2 separate regions of the Manis pentadactyla genome follow, and region 2 is linked to region 1. A link is a contact called in public Hi-C data. All regions are on one chromosome and are shown on one strand. The core of a region is the stretch at or near the end of the contact, and the rest is flanking DNA. Distances in the headings are between cores, read along the strand shown. Region 1 holds the start of VCPKMT (valosin containing protein lysine methyltransferase). Region 2 holds the start of ARF6 (ADP ribosylation factor 6).

Evidence for each region. Hi-C and Micro-C count contacts between places; a contact is called where the count stands out from the background.
Region 2: a contact with region 1 is called in a Hi-C map of blood, with 3 times the contacts expected there. The contact joins the promoter of ARF6 here to the promoter of VCPKMT in region 1. A contact is called at or near these places in 2 of 3 Hi-C or Micro-C datasets (blood and skin fibroblasts).

Annotation. Positions count from the first base shown.
Region 1 is chr11:49,785,820-49,792,927 of mManPen7.hap1, forward strand. VCPKMT (valosin containing protein lysine methyltransferase) reads left to right here and starts at 5,315. Exons shown (of 5, transcript XM_036917229.2): 1 at 5,315-5,735; 2 at 5,833-5,932; 3 at 7,026-7,108. The coding sequence starts at 5,470. It overlaps SOS2 (SOS Ras/Rho guanine nucleotide exchange factor 2), which reads left to right. Exons shown (of 22, transcript XM_036917210.2): 21 at 2,166-2,275; 22 at 3,134-3,706. The coding sequence ends at 3,643.
Region 2 is chr11:49,979,045-49,985,847 of mManPen7.hap1, forward strand. It overlaps ARF6 (ADP ribosylation factor 6), which reads right to left and starts at 3,847. Exons shown (of 1, transcript XM_036917145.2): 1 at 344-3,847. The coding sequence starts at 3,551. The coding sequence ends at 3,024.

The DNA.
Region 1 (7,108 bases), core at 4,065-6,564:
AATTAATTTTAGAGAGTGTTTAGTGATTTACTATTATGGTAAATAATGATTTTCACCCTTTACTCTGCCTAATATACTTACCACATTTGGGGAGAATATTATTCACTGTTAAGTCAGGTAGTGTATACTATGATTATGCTTCCTTTCTTGAACAGCTAGCTCTAGTCTCTGAAGTTAATAATAATCTCATTAATGCTTAGGTCTTTTGTTTTCCTGTGCCCTTTCACAGCAGTTTTCCATAAGGTCAGACCATTCATGGAAGCTATTGAGATATTTTTTGCTTTTTAACTTGGTAACTTCCTTCCTTGTGCCCTTTTGTCCTCCTCCAGTTTGGACTGGTTGCCATCCTAGAACATTCTTTTGTTGTCATCCTAGAAATTCCTTCACCTCTCTTCTGTGCTGGATCCTTGTTTTTTGGATTCCTTGTCTTCTTTCTTGATATGCTTCCTTGTTTTGGAAGGGTCACATCTTCTAGTAGCTACCTGAGAAAGGATATGTAGGATATTAAAGTTTTTAAGTTCTTCCATTTCTGTAATATTTATACATTTTATTGTTAAAATTTTGACTGGATATAGAATTTTAAATAATTTTCACTTGGAATATTGAAGGCATTGTCCCATTTTATCTTGCTTTCCTACTTGCTGTTTAGAAGTTTATCTAAGGCTGTTTTCCCTCCAGGTCATAATTATGGTGGCAGAAACAGTAGAGGTTATATGCTTTTTTGTTCAGTCAAGCAAGAAAGAAAGAGAGAGGTACACAGACAGATTGATCCAATGCTTTTCCAAGAGAACAAGGAACTTCCTTTTCAGTAGCCTCTGCAAATCTTTCAGATTTCACTTGTGTGAATTAGGTCATATGCCTACAGCTAAACTGATCACTCTGGCTGAAGGAATGGGATTACTCTGGTTAACTTGGTCTAACCAGATCAGGCCCATCTCTGGAGATAAGGGGTGAAGTTAGCTTTCTCTGAAGCACATGGCTGCATGCATGAAAGAGATGTAGATAAAAATCTGGCCATGTTAATAAGGTGAGAAGGTGCTCATTTCATGCCCACTTCTTAACTGGAATTGGGGTGCACTGGGCAGAATTGGCTGATTAAGCCACATAGGATGGATTCATCATCACCAAGAGGAGTTCTCCCAAAGACATGGCAAAAGAAGCTTAGGCAGGCAAAAGCAACATATCCACGGCACATAGTACTGTGCCTAACCTTCCTATACCATCTGCCAACACCCATAGACATACTTTTTGTTTATACTATTGGTGCTCTGAGGCAAACACCCCTTGAGGTGACTGCAGAGTGACAGGTTCAAGATAGCGATTTTTGACATGGAGTAATGAGTTTGATATCTTTACTTGGAAATCCCATAAATAGTTCACAGTGTGTTTAGAATTAAACTCATCAGTTTCTTTCCCAGCTAGCTCTTGTGAACCCAATCTCAGTACAATGATGAACAAGACATGGTCACTACCTTTATAAAGGTAGTGTGTGGAGAGAGAGATCAAATAGGGAGTTGGTCCGTAATTACAGGTCTTTTTTAATCATATGAAGAAGATGAATGAAATGAAAGTAGTTCTTATTCTATGTCTGGTTGGCATATTTAGGGGTAATTTCTCCCCTAGTACTTTATTATTTTTTAAATTTCCTTTAATGTGGTTATATAACATGTGCATTATCACTGAGAGACTTGCAAAGAGAAAGAGTTATGTGATACAACCCCACCTTAACAGTCCTCTTATATGGAGGTTTTATGTGTAGAAATGTATCTGATACTAGCTGCTTCAAAAATGCATGGTCTCTGATAAATGGGTGATCTTTCCCTGGAAGTTACTTCAGTTTATACAGATATGTTTTTGTCTGTTTTAGATTTTAAAAAGGCTTTTTCAGGGAGCTAAATCTCATTTTAATCTTAATTAAATAGTATGTCCTCATTTAGCTCTAGTTTGTACCCTATTCCAGGCACTGTCACTGTGTCAGGTGCCAGGGATACAAAAATAAATACACACTGCCCTGTAGAAATTTACATTTAGTGGAGAGGATAGATAAACTAGTACCGAGCTACGGTTCAACCTGACAGATGCTTTAGCAGAGGTCATCACAGATTGAAACATAGTTCTGTCTTACAATAACACCATGAATTGTGTTTGATCTTTCTTACCCGTAGAGTCTTTCTTCAGTTCCTGTGGTAGTTTACATAAACTAAGTGAAGAGCCACTGATTCCTCCTCCACTGCCACCTCGAAAAAAGTTTGATCATGATGCTTCAAATTCCAAGGTAGTCAACAGGACTTATGTTTGCCTCAACTTATTCAAAGTTGTGAATCTTTGAAATAATGCTTGTTCTTACAAAGAGTCTGTCATTTATACTTTTGCTACCCTTTATTGTTTTTAAACATTTGTGTTGTTTTATTTGAAAAATACTTTAAATAACTGTTTAATACTCATAACACTTTTTCTAAAAAACATACTGGTCAGATTCACAGATACTCAGAAGTACATTTTGTTTCTGGTAGACGTAGAAAGAACTTTAGTATTCAAACCATTTTTCAGACTTTCAGCTGGTGCTTCTTAAGCTTTAGGCTGCATCAGAATCCTGTAGAAGGCTTGTTAAAACCAGATTGTGGGTTTCTGATTCTGTAGGTCTGGGTGGGGCCTAAGAATTTGCATTTCTGATAAGGTCCCTACTGGTGTCAATGCTACTGGTCCCTGGATCACACTTTGAGAACCACCATTCTAAGCCTCTCTGGAGAAAGTGAAGTAGAGACCAGAAAGCATTAAGTCCCCTTGACATCATGTCCTTTAGTATCTACAGAGCTATATATATATCCTTTTCACTCACTTGCCTATTAGGATTAAAATGCATAAATTTTGGAAATTTTGAAATCTGAGGCATTATGTTCTAAGATTTCCATGAAAACATCTCATATATAAAAATCATGACTGGGCTTTGAATTAAACTGGAAACAATTTATTCATTAACCTGATCATTAAACCAAATTAACCTATTTTAATCAATTGAGTCTCTAGATTTAACTTGACATATAAGAATTTTTCAGTTTTTTCAAAACTTTTTCTTACAGATCTTTCATGAGAACAGAGGTATAATTTAATTATGTGGGGTTTTTTTTTTGAGGGAAATCTGAAATCTGATGATGATCCCCCAGCTATTCCACCAAGACAACCTCCCCCTCCAAAGGTAAAACCCAGAGTTCCTGCTCCTACTGGTGCATTTGATGCATCTCTGCACAGTCCACCTCCACCACCACCGAGAGATCCTCTTCCGGATACCCCTCCACCAGTTCCCCTTCGGCCTCCAGAACACTTTATAAACTGTCCATTTAATCTTCAGCTGCCTCCACTGGGACATCTTCACAGAGATCCAGATTGGTTCAGAGACATCAGTACATGTCCAAATTCGCCAAATACTCCTCCTAGCACACCCTCTCCTAGGATACCACGTCGATGCTATGTGCTCAGTTCTAGTCACAATAATCTTGCTCATCCTCAAGCTCCTCCTGTTCCACCAAGGCAGAATTCAAGCCCTCACCTACCAAAACTGCCACCAAAGACTTACAAACGGGAGCTTTCGCACCCCCCATCGTATAGACTGCCTTTGCTGGAAAATGCAGAAACTCCTCAATGACTTTAGCCATATGTAGTCATTGACACTGGAATGGTATTTGTAAAGGTTTTTTTTTTAATTTATTCAAAAAAAGGCATAATATTTTAGTACTTTTTACAAATAATGCTCTTACAAAAATGCTACTGATCAAATAAGCTTTTAAAAATTGGAAAATAAAAATGCAAGTCTTTTACTGTTCTCCTCAGGTGATCAGTAGCATTGCTTTGTCTTGGATCCTCAGTGCTGCCAAAAGGCCAGTATAAAGAATTTATATTTGCACTGTAGAATCTGCTAAAATAATGGTTTAAAGTGACATTGATTGCACTGAAAAGGGATAGTGCATTGTGGAATTTTTCAAATTTGAGTAATAGATGCCTTTTTAAGGCAATGAATTTACACAATTAGGGGGTGTATGGTGTTAGGGATTTTTAAACCTATTTAAACCTATCTTCTAGTTTTTACTTCTAGTTTTTACATTTAAAATTATGAATAATACCCATTGTTCTTAAACTCTTTAATGCCATGTCTTAAATGTCAGAATTTGCTGCTGAAGACAAAAATGAAAAATAGAATGAAAATAATAGAATGCACTGTTTGTCAAAATGTAAACAAAGACTACCTAACCTAATCATAAGAGGGAAAAAGGGCATGTATCTCATTCAGATGTGCCTTTTTTTTTTTGCAGACTAGGTGTCTTTAGCTAATGAGTTGACTATTATTTTGGAAAAAAAAGTTAATATGCCATGTATGTACAGTTTTGTTTATATTGTATATTTAAAGATAACTGCTAATACCCTATAGAGATTTAAGTGACTTGAGGCCTATAATACAATCTGCTACTTTATTTACTAATTAAAAAATTAAGAGGAAAAGTTTCTTATGGCATAGGAACCAACTACCTTGCCTTCAAAACCTAGTAACTTTATAAATCTTATGTTAACTAAAAATTTTTTTAAATATTTTTTTAAATTGGTAATATTTAAACCAGAAAATACTTAAAGCTTTATTAAACTTTTTAATCAGAGAAGTAAAACTTTAGCCATTTGGACTCATTCGTTGAAATTGATGGAAAGTGTTTTGCTGATAGTGCTGTAGCAGCAATTGTAAAGAAGCCAAAAGCCACGTTATCTATTTACTGGTCTGTGGCCTTTTACTGTGCTTTGTATCAGAGTTCTTAACAAGATTAATAAATCACCCCAGTCTTAATTTTTAAAAGACTTTTAAAATACGTGTGTTCATTGTAAAGAACAAGGGGGGAGATTGTTATGTAGAAATATATATACGTACACATTATTTTCAGCATTTTGTGCGAATTACACAATCCCAAAGAATTTAATGTAAATTTGAGGGACAACTTTGTCTTCAGTTAAACGCAGTTATCAAGCTTCCAGCAACTGCTTTTATAAATCCAGATGAAAAATTAGGAACATGCCAGGAAACTTGATAAGGAGGATTATAGCCTTCCTTGGTAGGACCTTGGAAGCTGCCTGGATTTAAGGCTAATTACTGTGACAAGCGATCTCCACAACCAGGTAAGGATGATGGCTTTATTTTTAAAGGACAGATCATAATATTAGTTCTCTGTGTAAGAGTGACTTAAAACTGCCTGTTCGTTAAACCAGACTTTAAATTTAGAGGAGCGTGTAGATCCACCGTTTGGCGGAAGCCGGCGGCTCTACTGGCTACGCCCAGGTAACACTGCCTTCCGGCCTTCGTGCCTTCGCGCACGCGCCGTGGCGTCAACTCAGCCCCCCGGGAGGTGCCGGGCCCCTCGCAAGGCGGGGCCGCAGGGCGGTGCGCTTGGTAGTGACGTCATTGCGTGCGCCGCATTCTGTTGCCGGGCAGCGATGGCGACAACCCCGGAGTCCTCCGTGGAGGACCCTCTGCAGAACTTTGTGCGAATTTTGGAGAAGCGAGATGGCACAGTATTACGACTGCAACAGTATGGCTCCGGAGGCGTAGGTTGTGTTGTTTGGGACGCTGCTATTGTACTTTCTAAATACCTGGAAACGGCCGGGTTTTCCGGCGATGGGACCCACGTTCTGTGCCGGCGGTCGGTGCTGGAGCTGGGCTCCGGTACCGGGGCAGTGGGACTCATGGCTGCTACCCTCGGGTAAGAGCTGGCGGGAGGGGGCGCCGCTTTGTTCGAGAAACCTGGATCACAGGCTTCCCACCCGTGTGCCTACACTTCAGTTGATGTTATTTTATAGGGCAGATGTTGTAGTCACCGATCTTGAGGAATTACAAGACTTGCTGAAGATGAATATTAATATGAACAAGCATCTTGTCACTGGTTCTGTTCAAGCCAAGGTACTGAAATGGTTTGTATGGCCTTTAAGCTTGTTTTAAGATAATGATTTGTATTTTGCTTTAAATTTCGTTTCACTGAAAGCATGTTTAATACGAAGGGGACTTTACGGGTCTTGTTGATAAAAAAATATTTTAAGTCATTAAAGCAACAGATAAAATATTTGATTGACATTTTTAAGGGGGGAAGAAATAGAGGACTTTACTTCTCCGCCAGACTACATACTGATGGCTGACTGCATATACTATGAAGAGGTAAGTATTAAGCGAGTGAGGTCTCTTTCTTTAGAAGATATACTGTATTTGGTGGGTTCCAAAGCACACGTTTTTTTACGTTTTAACATCTCTGAATACAGGATATTTGTCCTATAGTTGATAACACAGTGAAGAGAAAATAAAAGCCACCGGGGACTACCTGTATACATATACACTCATGATTAACATATAGGCCTGTGAAGCCTGTTGAGAAAAGTGTTATGTGCATTTTACTAGAGGTTTCTGTAAAATTTTTAAAGGATTTTGCCATTCGGATCTGTTATGAAAACCTAAAATTACATTTTTTTACTTAAATGTTCCTAGTGAACATATTAACGATGACATTGAGAATTGAGTTGCATTGTAAAAAGTTCTTTGTTCTGTGGAAGGATTGACTCAGAATGATTTTTTTAAAATATGAGTTTATATAGATAGCATTGTGGGCATCATTCATTTTTTAAATAATGATCATTGAGCCAGTTTATGTTCAGGTTAGGGTCAGACTTGCTTTTGTAGGTGAATTGCTAATTGTTTAAACCCCAAGTAAATTAGATTAAAGAAAATTTTTAAGAGTGAAGTCAGTTCCATTTGTTTTCCTGTGGGGATCTGAAATGCAGTCACTTGAATCCTTTCTCTGGAAACTGAAGTCAAAACTGTTTTGTTGAGGAGTTTGCCAGTCATTAGTTAATGAGCTGTAACTACATGTATTTTGTTGGATTGATTCAAAGATGGATCAATTGGAGGGGAGTAATAATTGCCCCTTCCCATTTCCCCTACTCCCTTTTACAGTAAAAATACAAAAATTTAAAAAGTCATAAATATTGTATTCCTTTTTGAACAGTCTTTGGAGCCATTATTGAAAACCCTAAAAGATCTTAGTGGATTTGAGACTTGTATTATATGTTGTTATGAACAACGAACAAT
Region 2 (6,803 bases), core at 2,597-5,096, 190 kb after region 1:
ATTCTACATAGAACAGTTCTGTAGCCCTGAAAACACTAAGGTTGTGAATTTGAAAAAACAGCATAATAAAAACTGCTATCTAACCTTAACTTAAAAAATTTTTCAGCTTTTGTGTCCTAAATTATCATGGAATCTTACTAAGTTTGGTGGAACGAAATGAGGGCAAAACCTCCTTATACTGCCAGCATTACTAGAACCAAACTGACTTCTTTTTGTTCTTATAAAAGCTAGGTGACTCCCAAATTAACTCACTTTATACCATATGTCCCTGGAGAATAACATGGCCCAACACACCACATGTCCCACTTAATCTAGTTCAAATGAGTAACATAACATGAGAAACTGCACTGGGTAATTCCTTTATTTTCTGCATATTAGTGCTTTACCAACACTACAACCATTAAGAACACAATTCCAAGTACTGTACTTTTTAGTTTGGGGAGATCACAGTCTACAGACTCATTTACTTATATTAGACAAGATTAATTTCATTCAAAACTTACTGTTTATAAATTCATATAAATACAGAAATTGATATAATTAAACAAAAACTTCAGGATCTTATTTTTAAATTCTTAATTATAACTTCTGCAGGCTGCAATTACCTGCCCCATGATTACCAATGGTTATGGTTCAATTTAACTACATCAGTTATCAACCTTTCGTGTCTTTAAAGAAAATGTAACTGAAAAGTACGATTTCTTACGAAAAGGTTTAGGGTTTTCCAAATTCAAGTATTTGCTTTCCCCTCCCCCTCTTCAGTTAGACATTTCAAATAAACTAAAAATAACCACATCTCACCTGCAACATTCAATAACAATCACTTGATGTATAAAATTTTAACTATGCCCCCAGTTATTTTAAGACAAAAAAATGGCTGCCTACCAATCTGTCACAAGTTAGAAATACTACATTTAAGAATTTTAACATGAGGGTTTCAAGTTTCCTCCAGTTTAGGCATTTATACCTTTGTGCTTGTCTTGTTTCAGGATGTTACTATAGCATTGATATTTGCATAACCCATGTTTAGGTACCTTAAAATGTAATCACTTAAAACACTAAGCATTAGATTTATGGTGGAGCTTTAGGAATTTTAAAAGCAACTAAAATGTTCTTAGATGTATCCATCAGCTTCATTTCCAGAGATACTGAAGTGAAACTGAAAACATTGTACCTTAGTTGCATTTTGAATTAAAAAATCCCTCTGCACCATGAGGAGCCTACAACGTAGCACCTTTTCTCATCTGCCTTAAGTAAAATGTTTGTTCAAGAGTTTTACTTTGAATAGTTTTTTATAGCCTTATTTTTCTCATACATCTTTGGTAAAAGCTCCATCATACAATATGGCCAAAGCATGAAGGACCGGTACTGTCCAACTATATACCATGATATCCCGCTCAGTTTCAGGTTTCAGACACCCTCATGAACAAAACCCTCTCCATCTTTTCTTGTATACTACCTTTGCAGTCTACATTTCTTAAGTTCCCTAAGCTTAATTCCTTGAGGATCTCTAAAACTAATCCTTAAGGCTATATAAGAACCAGATGCTGCTTCACAATATTGTATCAAGCATTAACATCTGGTTACTGGTCCTAACCAGCTAAGCAAGTAATCTTGTTAGGATCTGGATATCACCAGTGAGCACATGGCTTACCCTTGAAGAAAAAAGTTTTACATTCATTGTCATCTGTAGGTTCTTTTCATCCTGCTTCTTCCCCTTTGTTCATTCCTCAAACCTACACTTCATTCATTCATCACATTTCCTTCCTTAAGAGATAGTGTATTATTGAACCAACAGGATATCTATTTGCATGAGTTAATCCTACAATCAAACAGAATTACCTTTTTTATAAACATCTTTTCCAGTGTTCTAATTAATGGAGATGTGGATCATTCATCTATAAAAATAGACTTGCACTAATCAGTTGCTGTAATGTTACAACTGGAATGTGTGGTTTTCCACTAGGTAAAATGTGCATATTATTTGAATTGTTAAATGCTTAATGAACAAAGTAAACATTCTAGTAATTTTTAAATTATTGGTCTTAAACAGTTGAAATACGGTAAAGTATATATTCCAGTTTCACCCCATAATCACTTAAAATATCTACAAATATTTCATCTGTGTGTGGTATATACCATTATTGCTCCATTTTCTGGGAAGAATGTATCTTTAAAGTTAGAAGATGGAAAACATAGCAAAGTTAACTAACTTTGCAGTGAAAAAAGTCTGTCCTCGACAGGTTACACTTTCGTATTTTTATGCAGTGTTAACTATGTAATGGGGAACTTGAGTTTTATCCCTACTCATGCATGATGTATGTTTCAGAACTTAATAGCTGACATTTCAAAGAACTTCTTACATTACCTGTTTAACACACTTATGTGCTACTGGAACATATTACAATGGTATTACTCACTTCTGCCACTATGGGCTAAGTTTGCTATACTGGTCTTCGATATAAAACGTCACATTTTGAAAATCACTAAGTTAGAACTCATAAGGGAGGGGAAAAGGCCTTAAATATAAAAGACAAACGGCAGTTTGATTAAGCAATAATTTTCAGTTTACTAGATGAAACAGACTCGCAACATAGTCTGCATGAATGCAAAATAAGCCATCTACAGCAAGTGATAAAGTGGGCAAAAAGAAAAAAAAGCATACACTGGGAAAAAAAAGATTCTTTCAAAATAAAAAAAAAAATCAAACCATTATTATAAAGGACTTTACCAGACTTATTTTACCCCCATCCCATTTGCTGGAAGTCGGCAAGAGCATCTAGCACTTTGTGTTCACGTCAAATGTCGTTTATCAGGGCGTCCTAAAGCAAAGGAAAAAAGGAAAAAAGAAAAAAGAAAATAAAAAGAAAACCCCTAACCCCCGCCCAAACCGTAAGAACAGTAACTCCAGAGTTCAAATTCAAAAGAGGAGAATGTGGCAATTGAAAGAGGTGATGGTGGTGATAATCCTATGAATGGGTTTTTGATTTCTCTCCTTCCGGGGGATGGGTGAAGAATGCTCATTAGGATTTGTAGTTAGAGGTTAACCATGTGAGCCCCTCGTAGAGTCCGTCCCCTGAGGTGGCACAGGAGGGCTGCACATACCAGTTCCTGTCCCGAATCCGAGTCAGGCCCAGTTTCTCCTGGATCTCGTGGGGTTTCATGGCATCAGGCAGGTCCTGTTTATTGGCGAAGATGAGGATTATGGCGTCCCTCATCTCCCGATCATTGATTATACGGTGCAGCTCCTGGCGGGCCTCGTCGATGCGGTCGCGGTCGGCGCAGTCCACTACGAAGATCAGACCCTGGGTCCCGGTGTAGTAATGCCGCCAGAGAGGCCGGATCTTGTCCTGGCCGCCTACATCCCATACGTTGAACTTGACGTTTTTATAAGTCACCGTCTCCACGTTGAAACCCACGGTGGGGATGGTGGTCACCGACTGGCCCAGCTTCAACTTGTACAGGATTGTTGTCTTGCCGGCTGCGTCCAGGCCCAACATGAGGATCCGCATTTCCTTGTTCCCGAAGATCTTAGAGAGCACCTTCCCCATCGCGTCGGAGGAGCCGGGGCCGGGGGCATCCAGGTGTCCCGGGTCCCCTCAGCCAACAACACCGCTGCCGCCGCCAAACAGAAACGAAGCCTCCCGGACGCGAGGGCACCCGTGCGGCCTGCGTGGGAGCTGCCTCCTCGGGGCAGGGGCCCGGGCCCGCCGTTCACTCAGGCATCACCGACCGCACAACTTGGTTTCCCCACTCGTGGCCGCCGCCGGGGCCCTGCGTCTGCGCCGGGAGAGCCGCCGCCCTGCTAAGGCGCGGCCGGCCCGGAACTGCCCTTCCCCCCGCAGGCGCCGCGCGAGCGCCTCCGCGGTACCCGCTCCTCCGCCTTCTCCTCTCTCCGCCGCGGGACACTGCGGCCCTCTGGCTCGCTCGCCGGTCCGACCGCCGGGCTCACCACCGACCCAGGCCACCCGAGAGTCAGTTCGGCTCTGGCGCCTCGTCAGGTCATTGATCCTCGCGGGAACTCGGTGCTCTCCCTGCAGAGAAACATTAAGAAAAAAGGGAGTTACTGCCCGAAAGCTAGAGGGAGACGGAAACTGAGGTGGCCCACCTTTCCAGTTCGGCCCAGGAGGTTACCTCCAGCCGCCGCCCCGAGCGAGGGCTACCTCCGGCCTCCACCACCTCCTCCCAGTTCTGCCGCCGCCGCCGCCGGAAAAGGCGCCGAACAGACCGCTTCACTTCCCCTCCCCACCACGCAGGCGCAGCAGAGGCCGACCGTTCAGACAAGAGCGACCTCTGTAAAGAGAGCGGCCCGCGCGCCAAACGTCATGGGCGCCACGCGTGGAGGGGCGGGACTACGGCGGCTCGGCCGGCTCACAGGGCCGCTCAGCCCCCAGACCCGCGAAACTTGGACTCTGACCCTCGCCCTCCTGTCGCTGCTCTAGTCTCTTCCCTTCTCTCCTTACCTATTACGCGCCCTCTTGTGCCTCCACCGCGACTCGAATCAGAGAAGTAAATACGCTGGGGAGCTCCGCTGGGTGGGGCCCGCGGGCAGCCTGCTCGCCAGACGAACGCCTCCTCCCGCTGCTTCCAGGCCTGTTCTCAGACCTCAGTGTCCGCCCGATGCTCCACGAGTTCCCTTCCTGGCCTCCTAGGCTTCGCGCGCCCCCAGTGTTCCAGGGAAGCCCTACCCGCTGTTTTTACCTTTACCCCAACTCCTCCGTGGCTTCCTTTGTCTCTCGTTTTCTGTGTGTTTCCTGGAAGACACGTCGGGCCACTTGTGTGAAATCTGCCAGTGTGGCGCTTTTACTAGGCTTGGGTTTGCTTGGATGCCTTTCTTTGGAGTATCTGAGCCATCTCGTCAGGACTAGTCCATGTTTCTTTAAAAGTATTATCAAGAGTTCCCGTGCCTTGCCGCGTTTTCAACTTTTTAGAAGGTGATATCTTTTCAAGTTTAAATGTCACTTTTAATGTGATTAGCAGAAGCTTCTCACCCACCCATCCCATACTTTAAGAAGCCTATATGAAACAGTCTTAGCATAGGATTTAGAATCAGAAAGACTACATCTTTGGCCAGGATCTAGGCATTTAACCTTGCTGCGTTTGTTATCTCGTGTGTAAACAGTGTAATACTGACCTTGCTCTCTGCACCCACTTGAGGTTGAAATAACAGAATGTTTGTGGAAGACTTTAGGAAACCTTGTATCAAATGGTTAGTGACAAGTTTGACTTAAAAGAAGGTGAAAGCCTAAAAAACTCGAAACCCAAGGGGAGCAAAAACAGGAAATTTTTTTTTTAAAGGAAAATGCTGTAACAGCGTTTATGGTAACTTTATTTCACAATTTAAGAAAATTTGATGATGATAGGTTGATTAAATGATAACCTTATAAAATTCAGTGTGAAATAAACACTGAAGTTGTTAATATTCTGACTGATCTACTGTACTTCCATCTGCCTTATTTTACACTGACATAAAGCTGAAAAAAGTTTTGGAGTCATAAGGGTTCAGAGTGTCTCCCCTCCATTTTACAGTTGTGCATTCTTAAGTCACAGCCTTTGTAATCTTCATTTTCTTTATCTGTAAAATCGGAGAATGATAGCACTAATGACAATAGTCAACATTTATTGTTATGGTAAACACTGTAGTAAATACTTTATATATCTTACTTTAATCCACACGGCAACCATATGAGGTAACTTTGACTATTAATATTTTACATATGAGGAAACCGAGGGTCAGAGAGGTTAAGTGATGTTTTGAAAGTCACAGAGCTGAGATTAAATTATGAATCAAAAGTTCATCCTCTTAATCCAAAAATTATGCTGTCTTTCTCTACTTCACAGAGTTGTTCGAAGCTCAATTACTGTATTTCTTAAAATGTTTTAAATTATAAAGTGTCATAGTAGTTACTGTTATATTTAAGGGAGGAATTTTTTTGTATGTCACAAATAGAGGTGAGTATTGTATTTTGTTTCATTGCAACATTATAGTTTTCTGAGGGCATATTACAGTGTTTCCAAGTAGATGGGAGAATTGACCTGCTGTGCTTGGATTTATTTTCCAATGGAAGGCGTGATATACTTTAAAACAGAAGCAACTTGAAGCACTAGCATCTACCTGCCACTAACACTGTGCTAGGGATAAAAAAATATTTTTGAAAGCCATGTTCCATTTACATTCCTCCAGAATGCAGACTTCATGGAGGTAGAGACTTGGCCCTGTCAATGTAATGTCCTCAGTGACAGCATATAGGTACTTCCTTAGTTCTTCCTCTTTAACCAGAAGTTCTGTCATCATTTGAATGATTGAATGCCTTTTATACCATATAAGAAAACAAAAAAGGAAAGGCACGTACTATTTTTATCTGGGGGTTTGAAATAATAGGTTAATCAACAAGATTTTCACACAGTTGTATATCTTTATTGGACATCTAGAGTGGCCCATCATATATTAAGTTATACAATAAATTATTTTAAGTGGTAATCATAAAACAAAACAAATAATAGTGGCCAGAAAATACACACAATGAAGAATTTTAACTTCGGATAAATAATCTTGGCAGTTTTTTTTTGTTAAAAAAAGGTAAATGAATTTCAATAAAACCAAAATATCTGTAAAAAGTAACAATTTGGGCAACTACTAAATCATATCACTGATGAAATACTTTGTTTTCTTAATTTCTTCTTAAAACAGTTAAAAAATGTAAATTTCAATTTAAAAAATATGTATTTCCATTCAGTGGAATTTTATAAACTGCATTTATAAAACAATATTTTCATATTTCAGTTTGCACTGTTCCACTGTT